Regions from separate parts of the Mus musculus genome. Here region 1 is linked to region 2. Evidence: chromatin contacts called from public ChIA-PET data. All regions are on one chromosome and are shown on one strand. Each heading gives the region's core, a stretch centred on a gene start, on an enhancer-like site or on the middle of the called end of the contact. The rest is flanking DNA. Distances are from core to core; before and after follow the strand shown.

Evidence for each region. ChIA-PET counts read pairs in DNA pulled down with a chosen protein or histone mark.
Region 1: an RNA polymerase II ChIA-PET map of memory CD8 T cells shows a contact between it and region 2, with 18 read pairs. The contact joins two enhancer-like sites. A contact is called at or near these places in 1 of 484 Hi-C or Micro-C datasets (Th1 cells), 2 of 115 datasets of contacts at active chromatin or transcription factors (effector CD8 T cells and memory CD8 T cells) and 1 of 9 other capture datasets (liver).

Annotation. Positions count from the first base shown.
Region 1 is chr1:13,638,293-13,642,452 of GRCm38.p6, reverse strand. It overlaps Lactb2 (lactamase, beta 2), which reads left to right. Exons shown (of 7, transcript NM_145381.2): 4 at 4,044-4,160. Among named protein-coding and RNA genes, the nearest start is that of Lactb2, 20 kb to the left of the region's middle. Within about 2 kb of position 2,747, at least 74 of the 459 cell types and tissues checked have an H3K27ac peak or open chromatin away from gene starts, as enhancers often do. A contact at or near this core is called in Th1 cells, effector CD8 T cells and memory CD8 T cells, where this site is marked.
Region 2 is chr1:13,299,475-13,303,828 of GRCm38.p6, reverse strand. All of the region lies in intron 1 of Ncoa2 (nuclear receptor coactivator 2), which reads left to right. Among named protein-coding and RNA genes, the nearest start is that of Gm23169, 33 kb to the left of the region's middle. Within about 2 kb of position 2,043, at least 66 of the 459 cell types and tissues checked have an H3K27ac peak or open chromatin away from gene starts, as enhancers often do. A contact at or near this core is called in Th1 cells, effector CD8 T cells and memory CD8 T cells, where this site is marked.

The DNA.
Region 1 (4,160 bases), core at 1,498-3,997, 340 kb before region 2:
CAGTTATGCTTAATGAGTTTGTAGTTCTATGTCCTGATAAAGAGAAAACCACGCATGACCTTTGTTAATGTGGACAAATGTTAATTGAAGGAAGCCATGAAAATAGAAGCAGGGACCATTCCTGTTGGGGTCTCACTATGGAATAGAGGGATTGGGCTTCACCACAGCTTAGTAAGGCTGAGTGGGGCATGACCTAAGGATCGGCACATGGGAGGTAACTAAGAAGAAACCAGGCATAAGGAGATTTCCAACTAACCCAGCTTGACAGGATTATTGCTAATGGCAATGATGAGATACAAGGGGTCCACCATCAACAGCAAAGCATTTCTTCTCACCTGTCTTGTTCACATTAGCTTCCACCAGGACTCAGGAAAACTCAGAGTCAGGCCAAGTCAGCATAGCAGAGAGGTGTCCTCCTCCATCTTCTTAAGGTCCCTGGCTAGGTTGGAAAATAGAATTGACAAAGACAGAATTAATGTTTTTATGAGGCAGTGGAGGCTTCTGAAATAAAGATCCAGCCTACTGAGAAACTACCTGTTTTCATGCTGTTTGGTGGAGTCGTCGTGGGGAAGTGTAACTGGAGAGAAGACGTGAGCTAGGGCGTCCGCCTAGGGAGTTCTGCTCAGCGTCTGTTCAGACTTTCCATCAGAAGTGAGGCTACCTTTACCTGAGTATAAAGCTGGTGTCCTCAGGAAAGGCAGAGCATTCCTAGGTTTGGAAACGAGTTAAGGGGAGAAGGCATGGGGGTGGGGGGTCAGAGAAAGCTCCCTGCTTCTTCTCTTCTCCCTCATGCCCTCTGCTTTACCTACTCAGGATGCTGGAGGTAGCTCAGTGATGAGAGCACCCGCTGCTCTTGCAGCAGACCCCGGTTAGGTTCCCAGCACCCACAAAATAGCTCACCCACCTGCACATCAAGTTCTAGGGGATCCTACTCTTTGTTTTGAATGCTGTAGGCACTAGTACAATTTCTAAAAGAAAAAGAATTCATGGGACCCTGACCAAGGTTTTCACCATAGGATCCTGGTCAACCCCAAATAGGACATTTTAGTCTGGAAATAGGGCTTTACATTCTAAAACTTGTCTTGAGGCTGCGTGTAATCGCATTCTCTCCCTGTTCCACGGTTGGTTGATTTGCTCACACTCTGTTGTTTGCTCAGACGCCGTGCTCATCGCTCAGGTCCACCTCCCAGTTACCATCTGTGGTTCTCGTGACTACACCTGGGCCGTGTGCAGACTCTGTGTCCGCACACTCGTCCCAGCGTTCCTCCTACACCAGCCTAGTTTGGGAGTTTGGTTGACATTTCTCTTTTTTCTTGCTGACGGTTTTATGATCAGTGAGGTTTGTTTTACGTATTTATGGTTTGTTGCTTCTAGATTTCTTTGCTTTTTCTTATCCACCATCTGCAATGTGAGAGATGTTTCTTTTAATTATCTTAATTACCCTCTCATGTTTCCTGATTTTCTTCTGATGAAAGCTGTAGAGCTATTTGTGAGTCCTGAGAACTGACTGGGAGGACAGAGTTGTTGGCACGAGCCTCATGGTATCATAATCAAGGTGAACTTTACTGGGGACCCATTTTTGACAACTTAGGCTTTTGCTAAGGTTATTTTCTAAGTCATTTTACTAAATACCTTAGAAAAGACTTTTTTTGACATCTTGGTAAGGGTAAAGACCTCAATAACAATACATGAAAAATGACGTCCAAATGGCATTGGCCTGTGTTAGGAATCTCCATTTCTCGGTGTGTTATCTCTGCTCCACCTGAGCCTGTTCCATCAGCAGGCTTAAGGTACTTGTCACACAGCTCAAAGAAGAATACAACTTGTGTATGTGGCAGGTTTCAATTCTGCTTGGGGTTTGTTTGTTTGTCTGTTTGGGATTTGGGGTGTGGAGGATTGAATCCAGGACCGCACGTGTTCAGGTGTTCTGCCTCTGAGCTCCAGCCACGGCCTGAATATTTGTTAAGCACATTTCCAATATTTTTTTAACCACCTTTCCCCTAATGTCCCCTCATCTTCCAGGTTCCTGATACCCCAAATGCTCAGCTTTCAGGGGCCTCTGCTAGGTGATCCCCAGCTTTCTCTGCCCGCTTAGCCCTCAGCTTTCTGGTGACTGCTAATACTGTCAACTGCTCTCATTCAGCTGTGCTCGTCCTGCCCATTCCTTTCATCCCTGTTGGGATTACATCTTTACCAAAAAAAAAAAAAAAACCCAAAGCAAAACAAACACCTTTTCTGGGGGTTTTAGAAGGAAAACATATGTAGATATGCACTCTACTGTCTCTAATCAAGAACCCATATTGAGTCCCTAAGTATTAAATATAAATATGCAGTTATATTTGCCCTATTCCCCTAAATAGGTCATTATTGAGAGTTTTATTTAAAATATTTCAAGAATATACAAATCAGTCTATGTAAATCAGACAGAGAAAGGTAATTAAGTTAGTCTCTTATAAATAAAATTAAGTTTGAGAAGTATTAGTCAGAATTTACTGATGTCTTCTGTGATTCACTCATGGACAGTGGGAAGGTTAGTAGAACCCACCCTGGAGCCGTGTCAGGCTTAGGTGTGCATTACCCACAAGCAGCTGGGTCAGCGCCAAGACAAGGAAAGCTGGGTTGTAAAACCAGATGTCACTAAGAGCTGCGAACTGCAAGCAGACAGTGGAGAATAACAAGGGCCCTGCTCATCAGGAGCCTGAATAGTAAACAGGAAAACAGGGTGCAAGCTGTAAAGTACAAGTGTGACTCACCGTGCACTACGTGGAGAGCAAGTGTGACTCATGGTGCACCACATAGAGAGCAAGTGTGTCTCCCAGTGCACCAGGAAAACAAGAGGAGTGCACCAGCTGAGACATGAAGAGGTGCTTTGCAGAACAAACTAGACTTAGCTCTTCATTTACTATTGGTATAGCTATAAAACTTAATGTGAATATAAATAAAAAGCTCTTAAAGACATATTTCTTGTTACGTAAAGGTACCATAATCTGTTCATAAGTTTAAGGGCTTTTTGATAGCAAGTATTAGTCATAGGCCATCCTGGGTTTCATCATGACATTTACACCGTCTTACATCCTCTATCCTTCCTTTACTGTCCCACTCTGCTGCTCCTTTCCTTCTGCCAGCTAGTCCCCTCCTTCCACATCCTTTCTCCCCATCCCAGCCGCCCCTCCGTCGGGGTGTGTGGGTGTGCGGGCGGGCAGGCAGGTGTTTAGGATTGTTTACAGGAGCATGGGTGGTGGAGTTAGAGTTTGGGCAACTAAATTAGTGGCTGCACTACCAAAGAATAGCATAAATCAAGTTCTTAATGTCCATAATTAGTCTTGGTTAAGGTTTTTATTTGATTCTAAAGGCTTGTTTGTCTTTGCTTCTGAGGCACATAGTTTTAAATATTTATATGGCTTACAAATACTCTTGACATTAATTGGCTCCTTAGTTGATGCTTTTTCATCTGTTTGAGTGTTTTACCTTTACTTTCATGTATGTATGTACTCTTATTTCTCTAAAATTTTTATATAAATACTATTAGAGTAAAATTTTATTTTCGGAACATGTAGCACTGTCCCAGCTATTATGTAGAGAGCTTCGGGATTTACCTATAGAAATTTAATAATGTAGAGAAATGCAATGAAGTAAATGAAAACTTTAAAACACACAGTTTTGTTTTTTAATTGTTACCATACAAAATTGAAAAGTTATGTTCTTATCTAAAAGTACTGTTTCTGAGTAATCTTGATTTTCATCTTTTTTATCCTTTCATGTTTTTCAAATTTGTTGTAATCATCTTACTTATGAAATAAGAAGAAAATATGTTATTGAATGTGTACTTTTGGATAAGAAACATGATCTAAGAATAGGAGATATTTGTGTGGGGTCAGATTTTTACAAGCAACCCCTGGGAAAAAATGAAATCCCCTCCTTGACAGCATGTGTTGCCGTCTTGTCTACAGGTGACAGAATTGGTCACTTCTCAACATTTTGCGCAAGCGTAAGAATTCATGCTTGTTGATTTGTTGTTCTTCCTAACCTGTGTTCTTACCTAGAGTTTTGTACACTCCTGGCCACACTGATGATCACATGGCTTTACTCCTGGAGGAGGAGAATGCCATCTTTTCTGGGGACTGCATCCTAGGAGAAGGGACGACAATATTTGAAGACCT
Region 2 (4,354 bases), core at 794-3,293:
CGTTGCTAGATCTGAATTTAGGTGAGTGGTGAGGAAGTAGCCTCCCGGCAGTTGGAGATAGTTTTATATGCTAGGTCAGTGAACCAAAAATCTCTATTATGTAGCTTAGGGAAGAGTTTCTAGGAATCAGATTTCTGAGGTCTATTATAGCTGAGAAAGGTTTTGTTCTTGATTAAAGAATCGTATATTTCAAAGCTCACAGAAACTGGAAGGTTAGGAAAGGCTGGAACAGGAGGGCTGCAGTCTCCAGACCTGACAGGGCTTCATAGAAAACCTGCCTCAGAAACCAAAGCATGTTCATGAGAAAAACTGCAGTGTTGGTCCTGATTAGGGAAGAGTGGCCTTGCTAAAGCTATGAACTCTATGTGAAGGAAAATGAATGTCCCTTCCCTGGCCCCTCCGGCACCTACTTGGGTTGCCTGAGTAGTTTCACATAAATTATGTATGTGATATGTCTCCTGTCTCATGTCAGATATGTCTGTCTGTCTGGTGGAGCTTTTATCTTTTATGTAAGATACGTATCTTCCTGCAGCTCATACCGTGTGTGTGTGTGTGTGTGTGTGTGTGTGTGTGTGTGTGTGTGTGTGTGTTGCTGATAGTTGAATCCAGGTTTCATATGTGCCATATAGGGGTTCTCCACTAAGCTGCACCCCTAGCTCTCTCTTTTTTCTTCTTATATTTTTATTTTTATAGATAAATGATAAACTATCTATTTATAATTGTGTCGGTGGGGGACAAATGACATTATGAGTCATTAAAGCAATGTAGAATTGTTAAAATAATGGAGATATCCGTCACCTCACAGCCTTACCTGCTTTATGGTGAGAATACAACATTTACTCTTAACAATTTTGAAATTGTCAACACATGTTTAGTAGCTGTGTCCCTCATATTGTACAGTTCTCCAAATCAACCCACAGGCGTTTTCCTCCTAAGGGATTTGTCCTCCGAGCCTGTCATCTTCCTTTCCCTACATCCGTGGCCTCTGGAACCACTGTTCACTTTGAGTGTCCTGGGTCCCCTTGTTTCTGATTCTGTATATAGCATTTATGTTCCTGTGGTTGGTCTGTTTCACTTAGTTTGCCCCAGGCTGACAGAAACAATAGTCTGGTTTTAAGGCTGAGTGTGTGCTGTACATGCATCTGTCAGTTCAAGGCCACTGTCTTTCAGGCTGATTGTACACCGTAGCTTTAGGGCAGTGCTGCAGTGAATATGAGGATATAGATATCTCTTAAAAATTTAGTTTATGTGTAGAGCAGTCTGCCTGCGTGTAAATCTATGCATCGCACACTTCCCTGGTGCTTTCCGAGGCCAGAAGACAGTGTTAGATCCCTTGGGATCGGAGATTATGGGTGATTGTGAGCCACCCTGTGGGTGGTGGGAACTGTACTTGGGTTCTCTAGAACAGCCAGTATTCTTAACCACAAAACCTCCTCTCCAGCCTCCTGCAGATATCTCTTGACAAGATGATTTCAAATCGTTTGGTAAATGACTAGTGTTGGGGTTGCTGGGGCTGGAGAGTAGGTTCGCAGTGATCTGGAAACCAGGCCGCAGCTTCACTCTTAGATGTTTACAGCTTCGATACTGTGTTGGAAGGTGTCTAGGTTCTTGGAGTTGTGCTAAGTTGTTTGCTGCGGCACACCCAGGGCTTGGTAAAGATGTGTGTATTTAAAACAGCTCATTAAACAGCCCGGAGTCCTTGTAAACCAAGTTCAGTCTCTAACAGTCTAACAAGACTCTCCTTTATCCTTAGGTGTTTTGACTTGGAGAGGACACTAGGTTCACATGTAGACTTTACCGAGAGTCGGCATGTCCTTGAAGCCATGTGTGAAGGCGCTGTTCTGCCTCTGGGTGATGCCCCATGGGAAGGACATGCACTGCTAGCTATTGCAGGTGCTTTCTGCTGACCATTCAACACGTTACAGTTCTGAGCCTCACTAGTTTTGTAGCATAATATTCCCCCAGTAGTGACCTGTTTCAGCAGGCAGGGTGTGGGCCAGCTCAGTCAGACCCAGGTCTGTTTGTTTTCATGCAGTCTTGGCTCCTCACTGGAGGCTCTCTGCTGCCAACTGTGGGCTTTGGTTGAGGCTTGTGGCAAGATTGTGGGTTTAACCCAGGAGTATTGCAGCATCACTTGTCATGGAGGTATCACACTGTTCAGTGGCCTCCTATGGTTTAGGTTTAGATCATTTGTCATGTGGCTTAGGTTTGTGTGTGTTCATGGCTTTCTCCTCCTTTAGTCCTTTCCTGGGTCACACAGACATGCGAGCGGGGAGTAAACCCTGCTGATGACTTTGCCCTTGCTTACAGTTTCAGTTTCCAGGCAGCTTTCTTTACAATCGCTCACATACAGACCCAAGCTAACTGGACACTGACCCTTTAGATTAGCCCACTTTCCCAACAGTTCTCATGTGACTTTGATATTAAGTGGAACTGTTAATAGAGTTAGTAGTTTAGTGTGGACAGTAAAGACCATGCTCACCCATGCTCAGTGCATGTGCTCTCAGCGAGCTGAGACACATGGTGTGTTTGGTTTGTGAGTGCTTTTCTTTGGAATGCTGCTCAAAGGTTGGGATTTTACCATCTTTTCTTTCCCTCAGAGGTGCTGGATGCCAAGATGATGCACAGGTAAAGGGTAAGCCAAACATGGAGGAGGCTGGGCAAGTTGTGTGCTCACTGCTCATGGTTGGCGTGCAGGCCCTCCCTGTTACTGGGAGACCGTCAGGGCTTCCTTGGTGTTTCCTCACCATTTCTCTTAGGGTCTCTTAGAACATGGGCCTTGGACAGCTCCACCTTTTCCGAGAACTTCCAGGGGTGGACTCTTTCCCTACTTCCTCAGTGAATTCAGACTCAAGTTCTTCGCCCTAACCCACTTGTGCAGTCCTCCACAGCGCACTGCAGCCTCTTCAGCTCCCCATACTTGTATGGAATGCATGTACTTCTATGCATTTCAACTGTGCAAATGCCGGAAAAGACTCAGGTTGTCAAGGTGACTGGAGCTAGGCATGCCACTGTCACTCAGGAAGGCTCTGCTCTGCCATTGACCTGTAGGAAACGGCTCTATTCTCAGAAGTTAAAAGGTGGGCTGGTGAGGTGGCTCCATGGTTCAGAGAGTTTACTACTGCACAGCAGAGGGCTCGGTGCCACGCATGAAGGTGTTGGTATGCATTTGACATCTTTTAATTACATTGCATTTTGTAGTGGATGCTGTTGTGTGTCCTGTTTAAAGATTAAAGAATGTTCCAAAACCACTTAGAGCAGTGTTCCTTGAAGCAAGCTGACAGTGAAGAGGTGTCCTCCCTCCTCCTTCTTCTCCACCTTCGTCCATCCGTCCGTCCGTCCGTCCTTCTGTGTGTGTGTGTGTGTGTGTGTGTGTGTGTGTGTGTGTGTGTGTGTTCCAGTTATAATCGTCTGCAGAGTGCAGTCTTATTTCTTGGACATTCAGACATGCCTTTTCGATGCCGTGAGCTTTGGGTAGTTTCATCATTTAGTGTGTGTGGTTTTTTTGTTTTTTGTTTTTTCCAAACAATGCCTTAGTTACATCTATCTCAAGTGGCTCTGGATTTGTGTCCTCACTTACAGAGCAGTCATTTTATAGAATTTTCCTTCATGTCAGGAAACACGGTAATTGTGCACTGGTGGAATGTGCCGTGCATATGCACACTCTGTACTGTTTTCTGTGCTGTTGTTTTCCTGGGGTCTTGGTGGGATGCTGTGCTTTGTTGAGATAGGACTTGCTATGTATTTGTGGAGAACACTGTTGCTGTTGAAATGTATATTGTATTTCCAAATGTTTGTGGTCTGTTGGGAGAGTCACCCCCTCAATTCTAAAACCGATATGATGGGGGGAGGGCGGGAGACTGATATGTGCTTAAGGACCAGGAAGTTCTGGAGTGTCTGAAATCTAGCCAGCACAGACTGCAGCTATTGCTTTAAACACTTGTGTATCTTTAGAAACAAACGCATACTATTTTGTTATAGTTCATTCTCCTTTAAAAGCAGAAATGTGTGTATTGCATAAACCTTAATACTTGCATGTCTACATCTATGTATAAATGAGGAGGAGGTTTGAGACTACATCACAATCTCTTATTGTCTTCCCACAGCCCTGTCAGCCTCAAGGCATTACGTCACCAAGTGAGAAGCCATGCCTCTATCCTGAAGTGGTAAAGATGCTATTCCTGAAAACAGCTTGAATTACTAAGCTGCTTTTTACTTTCAAAAGCTTTTGAAGTATTTTGGGACTTGCCAACCACTATTAGTTGGAAGTGTGTTTGGTTTGTTCTGGGAGCTGATAGTTGTCTGAAAGAAGGGTTAGAAATGTCTCGTTTCTTTGGGAATTGTGTTATAATTT